Linked DNA regions of Mus musculus: all the other regions are linked to region 1. Evidence: chromatin contacts called from public Hi-C data. All regions are on one chromosome and are shown on one strand. Each heading gives the region's core, a stretch centred on a gene start, on an enhancer-like site or on the middle of the called end of the contact. The rest is flanking DNA. Distances are from core to core; before and after follow the strand shown.

Evidence for each region. Hi-C and Micro-C count contacts between places; a contact is called where the count stands out from the background.
Region 2: a contact with region 1 is called in a Hi-C map of the G1E-ER4 cell line, with 4 times the contacts expected there. The contact joins the enhancer-like site here to the promoter of 4930522O17Rik in region 1. A contact is called at or near these places in 8 of 39 promoter capture datasets (the 3T3-L1 cell line, 3T3-L1-derived adipocytes, the C10 cell line and 4 more), 1 of 15 datasets of contacts at CTCF or cohesin (the G1E-ER4 cell line), 13 of 484 Hi-C or Micro-C datasets (the C2C12 cell line, the G1E-ER4 cell line, the HL-1 cell line and 7 more), 1 of 115 datasets of contacts at active chromatin or transcription factors (microglia) and 3 of 9 other capture datasets (adipose tissue, bone marrow-derived macrophages and liver).
Region 3: a Hi-C map of the G1E-ER4 cell line shows a contact between it and region 1, with 2.1 times the contacts expected there. The contact joins the enhancer-like site here to the promoter of 4930522O17Rik in region 1. A contact is called at or near these places in 2 of 39 promoter capture datasets (the 3T3-L1 cell line and liver), 1 of 15 datasets of contacts at CTCF or cohesin (the G1E-ER4 cell line), 8 of 484 Hi-C or Micro-C datasets (the G1E-ER4 cell line, the HPC-5 cell line, the MC38 cell line and 3 more), 3 of 115 datasets of contacts at active chromatin or transcription factors (bone marrow-derived macrophages, embryonic stem cells and neurosphere) and 3 of 9 other capture datasets (adipose tissue, liver and macrophages).

The regions. Positions count from the first base shown.
Region 1 is chr4:53,244,552-53,248,512 of GRCm38.p6, reverse strand. It overlaps 4930522O17Rik (RIKEN cDNA 4930522O17 gene), which reads right to left and starts at 2,317. Exons shown (of 3, transcript NR_040665.1): 1 at 2,104-2,317; 2 at 992-1,126.
Region 2 is chr4:53,118,283-53,122,243 of GRCm38.p6, reverse strand. All of the region lies in intron 5 of Abca1 (ATP-binding cassette, sub-family A (ABC1), member 1), which reads left to right. Among named protein-coding and RNA genes, the nearest start is that of Abca1, 40 kb to the left of the region's middle. Within about 2 kb of position 1,718, at least 84 of the 459 cell types and tissues checked have an H3K27ac peak or open chromatin away from gene starts, as enhancers often do. A contact at or near this core is called in 3T3-L1-derived adipocytes, the G1E-ER4 cell line, adipose tissue and 5 more, where this site is marked.
Region 3 is chr4:53,176,703-53,180,663 of GRCm38.p6, reverse strand. No RefSeq gene overlaps it. Among named protein-coding and RNA genes, the nearest start is that of Abca1, 19 kb to the right of the region's middle. Within about 2 kb of position 2,158, at least 10 of the 459 cell types and tissues checked have an H3K27ac peak or open chromatin away from gene starts, as enhancers often do. A contact at or near this core is called in the G1E-ER4 cell line, where this site is marked.

The sequences.
Region 1 (3,961 bases), core at 1,068-3,567:
CAAGTCAGTGGTGATCTAACAACTTTTGTTTATCCCCTCCTGTTACCCTGGTGTTGTTAGTCTTACAGTGTTTTAGTAGGCTCTTAACAATGTTGGAATGTAATTTTATTTGGCTTCAGGGAAGTGGATCTAAGCACTCACTTGTATTCTGCTGTGTTTATGTTGAACCAGTGACTGTAAGTCCCAGAGGAGCTTGAGCTGTAGGTTGACTTCGTTTCCATGAAACTAACACTGGAATTACTCTTATTTTAAAGTAAAGAACCGACTCAACTGTTGGCACTTTAGAACTTTTTAAATATAAGGTCTTTTCCAAATGACTTTACGGTGTGCTGCAGCAGTACTTTTGAGAATTTGTGGGTTAGTCAAAGTATGGACTTTGGGCCATACTTCCTATTTTAGTGCTGGAGCGTAGCTCAAGGGTACAATTCTTGCCTAGAATGTGCACAGTCCTGGGTTTGGTTCCCAGCATTAAAATGTAAAACAAGCTGGGTGCTGGAGAGATGGCTCAGTGGTTAAGGACTCTTGTTGCTTCTTCAGAGGACTCATGTTTGGTTTCCAGCACCCATTCTAGTAACTCTAGTAGTTAACAGCCTTTAACTGCAACTCCAGAGGATCCAATGCCCTCTTGCAGCCTTCACAGTTACACACACACACACACACACACACACACACACACACACACACACCAGTGAACACCTACACACACATTTTAAAACAAAAACCAAAGCAAACGAACGCCTTCCTATTCCGTTTTATTTTTCCACATGAATGCCTTTAAGCAGAATTATGAAGGATGTTTCTTTAGTTCCTCAGTTAACCCATTCACTCCTCAGTGTATGAGAACTGAGGTAAGGTGCTCACTGGCTGTGTTTGACCTCTTTCCAGACCACACCATTTTGGGTCTAATGAATTCCATCTGACAACGGGCTGAAGGTCAAAGCCTTGCGGGATCTTGGTGAAAAGCCCAAATGAGGGCTAAGTTACAGCTTACCTGGTATAGCCTGCAAGCCTTTTCCTTTCCTTTGGGAACTGTGATTTCTCTCCTTGGTCTTAGATTTCAAGTTGCTCCACAGTTCATTATTAGAAAATGAATTATTCAGCTGTTTCCTTTTCAAGACATCTTTAGCTGTCAGGGTATCAAGGAAATGGGAATAAGTCAGTCACATTTTATAATTTTATTCACTGAGATTTATCAAGATGCAATGAGTTTCCACAGTCTCTATGGCAAAATACAAAATGAAATATTTTTTTCTTGTGGCAAAGTATATACATGATATCAAATTAAAATTAAGTCTTTTTTGACAAGAAAAAAATATATACAACCTTGTGGAGTCCCATCCCATCTCCGGGTCTTGATTCCCTCAGCTATAAAATGATATTTTGGGACTAGTTTCTAAGGTTTCATATGCATTTTCCTAAAGAAGCTTTATTAATATATAATTAGCACACCATATAATTCACCTGCTTAAAGTATATAATTCAATGGCCTCTAGCATATTCCATATTTTGAGTTGGAATAAACACATATAACAAAGTTTGTTATTTTAACCACTTTAAGTGTATCAACCCATGGAATTAATCTTGTTCACAATGTCTCAAAGTCATTGCCAGCGTTTCCAGCATTTATCATTATCCTCATGTAGACATTCTGAACTGTGTAGGTGTGAAACCCTGGAACTAGTCTGCTTGAGAAAAAGCACATCAAAGGCTCTCAAGCCGCACAGAAAAGGGACTAATTTTAATTCCCACTCAGTGACATTAGGCCTCTTGTGAGCAGTTACTCATTTATACACACACTGAACATTGTTCTCAGTCCTGCTCCGGGTACACTAATGGCTCTAAAGAAAGTCTGAGCCAAGAGGAGGGAATAAAACGTGTTTTTTTTTTTGGATCTTGTGATTATGAGCCATCAGTTTTTCTTAGTTCTATCAGCCGACTTCGCTTAATTTTTAAACTAAGCTAACTGCCTCTCAAAACTGTTGAGCTTCGGTTGGTAGAGAGCCAGGGTTTCAGAGGCTGTAAGCACATGATCTTTCCAGGAACTAGCTAAAAACTGTGATGGACACTCTTCATAGTCAGCCCTTAGATCCATCCAGACAAGACCTGTGGCCCAGGAACTGGCAGATACGGACTCGCTCATCGAAAAGACTCCATTCAGCATTATCTTTTACACACACTGGAGTACTTCTCAGAATTGGCTTGGTATCTCGTGAGATCTGAGAAAAATAAAACTAGATAGGTTACAGCTGTGGGTATGAACCACAGGAGTGGGACTGGCAGTTCATGGAGCTGCCGACCTTTCTTCCGGATTCTTCTTAAGTCCTTCCAGGGCACTGCTTCCGGACCACGAGAGCCTCTATATCGAATAGAAGACCCAAGAGTGAGGTTCAACAGCCCTAACATAAGATGCGCTGCTCTCTGAGTACAGTTTCTTCCACAGTGTCAGTCAGACAAAGGCTGTATCTCTGTGTGTTGGGGTTGGGGAGGGAACTAAAAAAGACATGCAATAACGTTCCTCCCGGTAATGAAACTCTGGGACATTCTGGGCAGTACTTGTGAACACGCGTATCTCCACACAACACAAAACCTGGTCTTAATCAGTCTTACTCTCACAGATCTGGATTCAAGTTGGGCTCCCATGGTTTAATGGTGTTTGACAGTTTACTACATTCCACTGAATGTTAGACATTATTGCTATCTTCTAAAAATAGCAGTGGCCACAATTTTTGCAAAGTGAACCAAAAGATCTGGGCTCACTCCCAGCTCCGCCTCTCCATATCTGTATGACTTTGGCACTTAACCTATCACGGGCCTTGGCTTCCTAATCAGGGATGGTTTAAATGCTTTGGAAAAAAACTTAAGATTCTTTTATTTTTTCCATTTCATCTTTTCTTCCCCTTCCCCCTCCCTTTCTCCTCTGAGTGGCTGGGCACCCCCTTTGGGTGCCCTCCCCCAACCCCTAGGCACTTCAGGTCTCTGCCAGGCTAGGTGCTTCCTCTTCCACTGAGACCAGACAAGGCAGCCCAGCTAGAAGAACATATCCCATAGACAAGCAACGGGTTTGGGGGATAGCCATGCCACCACCAGTTGTTCAGGACCCACGTGAAGGTCAAGCTGCACATCTGCTACATGTGAGCTTGGAGTCCTAGGTCTGCCTGTGCACGTTCTTAAGATTTCCCCTCTCTTCTAATCAAAGGTTTCTTGTGAGATTATTCTCATGGCCTGGCAGTTGCTTAAGAAAAGACAAAAGGCAGCCTGGGTTAGGAGGCAATGTATAGCACCAGGCATTCAGCTTCTAAGTTCTGAAATGCTATTCTTGCAAGCCTATATGCAAGCCTACATTACTATTTGGCAACTTTTTGGTTAGGTTTGCCTAATAAAATTAAAAATGGCTGTCTATCTCTTCTTTTTGCTACCAAGGGATGATCTGAGGCACAGTGGAATACATTTATTAAGGCAATTTTATCTTGCTGAAATAAAATGGCCTTTAGCAGATGGAAGGTCATATTTACTTTTCTGAGCAAGAGAATTGTGAGGAAACCCTGTAACGGCAAGGTTAAATCACATCATTTGTCTATCAAAGCTGAAATCTCTGTGGGTATTTGAAGGGGTGGGGTGAGGGCTAATTTTGTATCTGCTTGGGAGAGCAGAGAAGTAGCCTGTAAAACATTAGTTCTTTTGTTTCTGTACACAAATATTCAGAATGTGTGTCTTGCTTCTCTAGACATGTCATGATTTTTAACCCTTATAACATGGATACAGTTCTTGTACCACTCTGTGTGGGTATTTATCTATTTATCTATGTATATTATATGTGCACTGGTGTACTACATGTATATCCATGTAAGGGTATTGGATCATCTGAAATTAGAGTTAGAGACAGTTGTGAGCTGTCATGTGGGGCTGGGAATTGAACCTGAGTCCTCTGGAAGAGCAGCCAGTGTTCTTTACCACTGAGCCA
Region 2 (3,961 bases), core at 469-2,968, 130 kb after region 1:
AGAACATCCTCACAGTCTAAGACATTCTCTTCCTCTCCCCCTCCACTTCCCCCCTCCTTTCCTCCTCTTCCCCACCCCCACCCCCATCTTAACAGTCAGCTAAACCCTTGTCTAGTTAGTGAGTCCCCCAGAGGCTTACTTAATCTAGGGACAATCCCTCCGGTTTGTGTGGGTCCTGTAGAAGTTCTGCATTCTTTACAGCTGTGGCATGACCCGAGTGCTGTGGCTAGGGCTATCGGTTCTGTGGTGTGGCTGGATGCCAGATAGCTGATCTCTTGTGTGCATGGGACTCAGCCAAGATCCTAGCTCCTAGTTCTTAGTTCTTAGCTCTCTGGGTGTCTGGCTCTGTCCCAAGTGACAGCCACATTGATACACTTTAAGTCCTGAAGCCCAGAAGGTACTTTAGGGACTGCAGACGACTATTTTTCTGGTCCTTTGTGTTTGGGTCAGGAAAGGTTGCTGGGGCGGTTGAGGGATGGGCTGTACCTGTGTGTGCCTGTGCTCCACAGCCCATGGAAGTGACACCCTCCATGAGAGCTGTGCTCTTTCAAGTCGGGCACTGTCCACCCCACATGGTTTTCTGTTGCAGCCTATGTTCTCTTCTGCTTCCATTAGTACAGACTATGGACAGTTGATAACCCCTACCCCTGCCCCATCTCTGGTTCAGGGGCTTTTCAGATGTTTTCTCTCCAGGGTGCAGATGCCCTCTAGCTCTGAAAACTTTTCCGAGAAAGAACCAGGGTGAATCTTGGGCTCTGGACTGGATTATGTGTCTAGGTTGTTGAGGTTGAGAGGGGAGGAGATCCAGGGCAGTGTTGTGTATGCTGAGTTATGTCTGCTTGTCTCTGTCTCTTTAGCTAGGTGTTGTGTTGAGGCAATGGCGTGGCTGGCTTGGCCTTTCCATTGTGGCTTGGACCCAGGTTATCTGTGCCTTTCCATCTGCAAGCCAAGGGTTTTCAGTTAGGGAAAATGGCCGTGCCATTTTGCCTGTCTGTTGATACTGACAAGTCCTGATAAGACATAAACTCCAGGAGCCAGGGTGGTTGTGGTGATAAGGCAAGGAACTTGGCTGAGGCAGGGGTTGGAGAACAGGTGTTGATGAACAGTGAATAACTTTTAAATATCCCCTGAACGTGAGAGTCAGGATGGCTGGGTTCAAGCCTGGCTTCTGTAGTTGGTCAGTTATACCCATGCCTAACCATGTAACATTCCTGTGCCTCACTTTCCTCAAGAGGTGACAATGCTAGCACCTCCCCAGGGATGGGACTCCTCAAGGAAATGAGCCAATAGGAACAAGGCCTTCCCATACCAACCTGATACACAGGAAGTGTGAGATCTCTTCCTTCCTTCACTGTGTTTGCAGTTACGGGAGGAAGGCCATTTCTCTTTGTGCACATGAAATTCAGAGAGGCTAAGTACCTTGCCTGAGAAACCACCATTGGCAACGGCTGGCAAGAGTAGAATTTCAGTCTTTCATACTTTGTCGCTGTTACATCCTAGGGAGAGCTGCCCTTGACACCTACGAGGTCCCCACACACAGACAGGCTGGGGTGAGGAGGATGAGAGAGCTTCTGTCAGCTTTCCTTCCCTTTTAGGCTACGCGTCCAAGCTTCCTGCGTAGCAGACACTAGGGGACTTTTCCCGGAGGCCTAGCTCTAAAGACCATCTCGTGACTCACAGCTACTTCTCCCTTTTGCCTGAAATTCTGCCCTTTGTTTCATCAGAGCAGTTGCTCAAGTTGGGTTTACAGCCCCGAACTCTAGTCTTCTGTCCTCATACCTGACACCCATGTGTCATCTTGTTGTGAGATCTGATGACGCGTGTCAGCATGTCATTAAAATTGAGAAGCCTGTAAAAATCTTCGGGTGATTGTAATTCATGTCCTGTGTGTGCTTGTCAAAAGTTTTGACTTGAGATTTTAGAGTTTTATAGTTTGAAACCTTTCATCTCCCTGAACATTTCCCCAGACCTGTCAAAGCCCGGCTGTGCCCCAGAGCCTGGGCTGTTGGTTGCCATCCAGGGCAGAGGCCTGGCTCTAGCCAAAGCAGTGCCCCAGTGCACTGTTGAAATATTGCTTGAGCTAAATCAAACCAAAGGTCAACTTTACCCAGACAAGCATAGAAAATACAATTGCATTCAATTACAGAAAGCCATGTTAGCTCACAATATCAGGCTGCTTTTTAAAAAGCTTGACTTGTGACCACCAGACAACAGTGTCACATGTCTCCTGCCTTTCCTGTATGAGATTCGTTTACCCTGTGGGTGGCAGAGAGCAGCTTGGGCATAGAGTTTGGTTCTCCCTGAAAGCTTTGTGCTTCAAGCCCGCCCACCTCAGTTGCACGGAAGTCCCAAAAGACAGTGTTCAATTGACTCTGTCTACAGACAAGGTTGGACAGGGTAGCAACGCCATTTTGCATTAAAAGATATCCCCCAATAGTATAAATTCATTGTACATCGTTTCATGTCATATAAGGATTTGCTCACATAGGTATGCTCTGTATGTTTGGTCCCGTGTCATATAAGGGTGTATTCACATAAATAGGTATTGTATGTTTGGTCCTATGTTATGTAAGGGTACATTCATAGGTGTGCATTGTATTGTCCTATGCCATAAAGGACATACTAAACATAGGTATGTATGCATTGTATGTTTGGTCCCATGTCATGTAAGGCCATACTTACATAGGTTTATTCTACATGTTAAAGATGCTCCTCACATACCCTCTCCTCTCCTCTGCTCAACCCTCCTTTGGCATTATTCCTTCTGTGTTCCTAGACAATTTGCTTCTATTTTCTGTTCTATGTATTTATATGAAACCTAGGACCCATAAGTGAGAGAAAAGCATAGAGTATCTCTCTTTCTGAGACTAACTTAATTTGATTAATAGGATTATCTCTGACTATATGTATTATCTCAAAAAAGCCATAGCTTTGTTCTCTATGGCTGAAAAGTATTTCTCCTCTTTCTCTGTGGTTGGACCCCCTAGATTGGTTCTCTAACTTAGCTGTTACGAACAGAGCTTCAGTGAGCATTGATGTGCCTGTGTTTGAGTGGAACTTTATATTTTTAGTGGACTACTGAATTTGGTTCTTTGAAGCAGCATTAGTGGATCAGTACTATCCCCATTTTATTGATGAGAAAACTGAGTCTGAAAAGGTTGTATCTGTTGCTCAGTGCTATGGAGTTGTAACTTAGGTTCAGGTCTGTGTGGCTCAAAGTTCCACATCTCTCCACCACACCATATGCCCACGTTGCCTCACTTCATTGTGGGGAAGCATGGTTGACATCACCAGCTTTTGATTCTGGAGAGTAACACAATTCACTTAGTTGCTAACAGAGTGGAAAGAACTAGAGTTTTGAAATCAAAGTTGCTGGGTTGACATTTGCCTTTGGTTTGTTTTGTGACCTTGAGCCAGATACTCCCTTCTGACATCTTTCCTGGGTTGGAAAAATGAGAATAATAGCAATACCTTTCTTGGAAGCTGGTTTTAGAGATCCTGGAAATTGATCTGTGTAATGTGCCTGAGGCTTTGCAAATATGAGTCGTGTTTCCTGCCTCAAAGTGCCACCACGTCCTGCTACGTTTATTAATCTTAGACATTAGAAGAAATGAGGCAATGTGTGCAGGATGCATACCGAGAGGTCTCCCCTAACTGCCTGCAAAGAGTCCCACCTAAGTCCCTCACTTGCACGGTCATCTTCCTTTCCTTCTCTTGTTCCCTGTTTGTCTGTCCCTGCCTTTCTCTCTCTGTCTGTTTGTCTTTGTGTCTCTGACTCTTTCTCTCTGTGTCTCTCTCTCTCTGTGTCTCTGTCTCTGTGACCCAGTCTCTGTCTCTGTCTTTCTCTCAGGAGGCCAGAAGTTGATGTCAGGGCTCTACTCACCTGTTTAGCTAATTTAGCTACCAAGCATGCTCTAGGGAATCCTGTGTTCCCCCCCCCCCCCCATATCCCCTGAGCTGC
Region 3 (3,961 bases), core at 909-3,408, 68 kb after region 1:
GGAGAAAGGAAATCAGGGCTCTGAGAGTTCAGGTACTGAAGCTCAGAGGGAAGTGGAGGGTTACAGTGGGCTCTCAGCTCTCCCCACTCTGCAGCATTCCTGAGCTGGACGTCATCTGCCTCCGTTTCCCATCGAGTGACCCTCCTGAGCTGCAGCCTCAGCAATCAAGGTGGCCTGCATCCACCCTGTTCGACTCAACTCTTTGCTTTTCTGCCTTTATGCTTCCTGGAAAGCGCTTCTAAGTCTGGTAAAATGCTCAGCCGCTTAGAGGGAGCTTGTTTTCAGCTTCCTCTTGGAATGTTCTCAGACCTTTCAGGCTATGCTGTAGGGCATTTGTGCTTCCTGAAGGTGTACGCAGGTTACATAGTAGCTTGGTTCAGGTAACAGTAATTCTTGTTCTTTCTATCCTCTGGTGTCACAGGAACATAAAGAAAGCAAGGGACCAGCTTCTTCTTGCCTTCATACTGGTGTTAACCCATGTGTGATGGCTGAGCCTTCATGACTTATACACCCCGCTAGAAGTCCTGATTTCACAACTCTGTCACACTGGGGTTAAGTTTCCAACACATGCATTTGGGGACGCATTCCAACCACAATGATGGCTTTTATTGTTTTTGTTTTGTTTTGTTTTCTTTCCCTCTTCCCACCTCCTTCCCAGGAGCATTTTGAAGTTATCTTTCATTATAGTCTTCATGCCTATTCCTCCTCAGCTCCTGCTTCTGGGAGGCTCCAAAATAAACAGATACTGCTTTGAGATTACGTGGCCCGAGCCCTAAAGCACAGGGCAGTGATTTACATATGCCTGTCATACCCATGCCACAGTTTAAATAGCAGTGAAGACTTCAACTTCGATGCCTCTGCTGCTCAGGTTTAGGGTTTTTTGGTTTTTTTTTTTTTTTTTTTTTTTTCAATTTTTTAAGACATCTGTAATGAGAATTTTGGTTTCTTAAAAAACCCAGTTACGTTATGTGCATATGGTTTCGGTTTTAATCCCAGGTGTAGGATAAGGGGCTGCCTCGGTTTGTCCACGGCTGTTACTCTTAACTGTCTCGTGCTCTAGAAATGGCACGATCTTTGCCAGCTGCAGATAGTTTTACTCTGGGGACTCTGGAGAGGGAATAAATGGCCGAGCCCTGGGAGGGGCTGGAGGTGCTCTGAAGAAGAAGAGGAAGGCGGCTGCTGCTTCTCTATCCCTTGTTGCTGGTTTGTTCTGCTGCTGCTGCTGCTGCTGCTGCTGCTGCTGCTGCTGCTGCTGCTGCGTTTGCTGTTGCATTTGCTATTGCTGGATTGTTGGTTTGCTGATCTGTTGGTCTGTTGGATATTCTGACAACAAAGATTGAATTTGCCTCAAGTAACTCTATGCCCCTAATCAGCAGAAAGAACCCTATAAAGGTCTATGTCCCCTTTCCCCTCTAACCTTCCTTCTCTCCTACCTAGTGTTTGTTGAAGGTTCAGAAGGGTTTGGGGGGAATAAAGGTTAGAAGGGTGGTAGGTGATAGAACACAATTAAATAGACCAAAACTACACTAACGGACACCTTTTGGAAAGTTCAGACATATATATGTGGATATTTGGAGGGCTTTGACCAAGGAATAACATATGAAGTCCTACTGGTGTGTTTGTGTGTGTGTGTGTACATCTGGTGGGATATAGAGGGACCAAAGATTATGGGAGGATAAGCAGGCACGGCTCACCCAGATAGTTGCTCCAAACATCTCGAATTTCCTGCAGTTCCAGGGCTCAGTGTCTGGTTGAGAGTGTCCATGGAAAAGGTACCAGGCAGGTAGCTGAGGCGTGGTGGTCGGGGAAACTAGGGCATGTTAGAAAGTCCTGCTTCAAGATCAATACTGTCAGAGGCAGCACTCAGTGACTGGCAAGTGCTCTGTGCCCTCCTATCCTATCCCAGCCTCACCCTGATCCACAGGCCAGAGTACTGTTTGTGCAGCTCGGAGCCCAGGGCAGGAGCAGGCAGAGCATGGTGATGCACGGGCATCCTCAGCAGGACTGTACTATCTGCGGGGCACGAAGGGCAGCTTTGCACAAGCAGTCTATACCTGCCATCAGAGCTCCCGGCTGCAGATGTCTCTGAACAGGACAAAATAGGAGGCCACAGGGAAGGAAGTCTTTAGGAGGGGAGACATTCCTTAGTAATGGAATTTCCTGAGGAGCTAGAGACACAGAACTGACTTTTCATAATCTGTAGCCTTGGGCCTTTGAGCCTGGGCTGCTCTGCAAGGGGCCATTTTGCTATAAGCGTATAGGCACGTGCATAACTTGACAACTCTGTTGGGCAGAAGGCTTGGCAGCCAAGTGTTCTGGACTCTACTTGTCACTGATCTTGGACCTGCCGCTTGGCTCCTCGGTGCCTCAGTTTCCTTCACCTTAATTATGTTCTCATGGAGCAAAGGTGACAGTCAAGGCTCTTTTCAATGCCAAGGCTATCAGAGTCATTTCTCCAGCAAATGCTTTAGGACACTGAGCCAAGAGAATGCTCTCATTGTCATCCCGAGAACCTGAGGTCATCTTTAAAATCATTTTTAAAGACTGTGCTCTAGGGTGAACCATTTAGTGATGGCTAGACACCGTGGAATTCCGAGAGAAGCATTGCTGACAGTTACTGCATAAATGCCAGCCTGAGGACTTTACCTTAAATATGCGCGTCACATCTTTGAATGTGCTGTCCTATTGTCCTAGAGCTGCTAGGCCATTGTCAAGTTCACTCTAAGTCATACATTTGACTATGTAACAGTTTGCCAAATTGGCAGCTAACCACCCCCCATCTGTGGTTCGTTAGGGAGGAACTTAAAAGCGCCCCTTGGAGCTGTCTGCTTACTCCCTGCCTGGTCTCTGGTTTCTCTCCCAGGTTTATGACTGGCATCTTTTTATTATTTGTACTCCACACAAGAGTTGGCAAGTTGATGCATCATCGGAAGGTTGAACAGAATGCCCCCGGGGCAGGTGTGATATTAGAATGCCCTGCTTTCTAGAGTCGGATGGGCTACCTCTGGGCTGTCACTCCTGCTACGTAGGCCATGCTCTGCGTGGCCCAGCTGACCTGGCCATGATCTATCCACTTGTTTCTGATTACCAGCCAACCTGGATGCAGTTCACTCCGGACCAACCAGACAATGCGTCTCTGGTTTTGAAATGCTTCCTAAAGTAGGATGTTTTCTTCCAGGGGCAGGCAGAACTGAACAGGGAAAACACAAATCTCATGTGGCCAAATCAGAGAGCCAGTGAGAAAAGACCATGGTTGAAATGGAAACTTAAGGGTTCTTTGTAAAGTCGGTCGGATGGTGTTTTGCTGGGGCAAACACATGAAGGAACGTTTTGTTAAAGTGGCACAGGTGTGAAAGGCTAAGGCAGACTCGTGAGGAATGTTTCTCTGAAGCAAACACAGGAGCTGATGGTCTGCTAAAGCAAGCACGTGAAAGGGCATGTGATGAAGGATTCTTTGGTACTAACACTCATGTATTGGTCCTCCTTACATTACGTAGTTGAGCTGCATGTGTCAGGATACCCTAGAGAGAAGTGCACCAAAAAACTTCTGGTGGTGTGCTGCAGTTTCTTGCCACCTCCAAGGACTTGGGCTGATTGGATGTACAGGCTAAGGCAAGATCCATGCTAAGGCAAGGCACATGGAGGACACATGATGTTTGGAAGGTAGAAATAGGACTTCACTGAGTGATGGAGACAGAGCTTGGCTTGCTGGTACAGCTAGCTGTGCAACGCTTGTGGGTCTTGAGTCTTCGCTGATCTTTGCTTCCCTGAGAGAGGCACTGCCTCGAACTTCTCCTGGTGCTCCTATTGGTCTCTCCTGCTGATTTGAGCCAAGGCTGAGGCTTGACTGCCTCTGCTAGGTCATGTCACCTCTATTTCTAACCCAACTCTACCGAACTGGACTTCTGGTGTATCCATGAGGTGTTTGTTAGCGGATTGAACTGCCCATGCTAACCTGTGA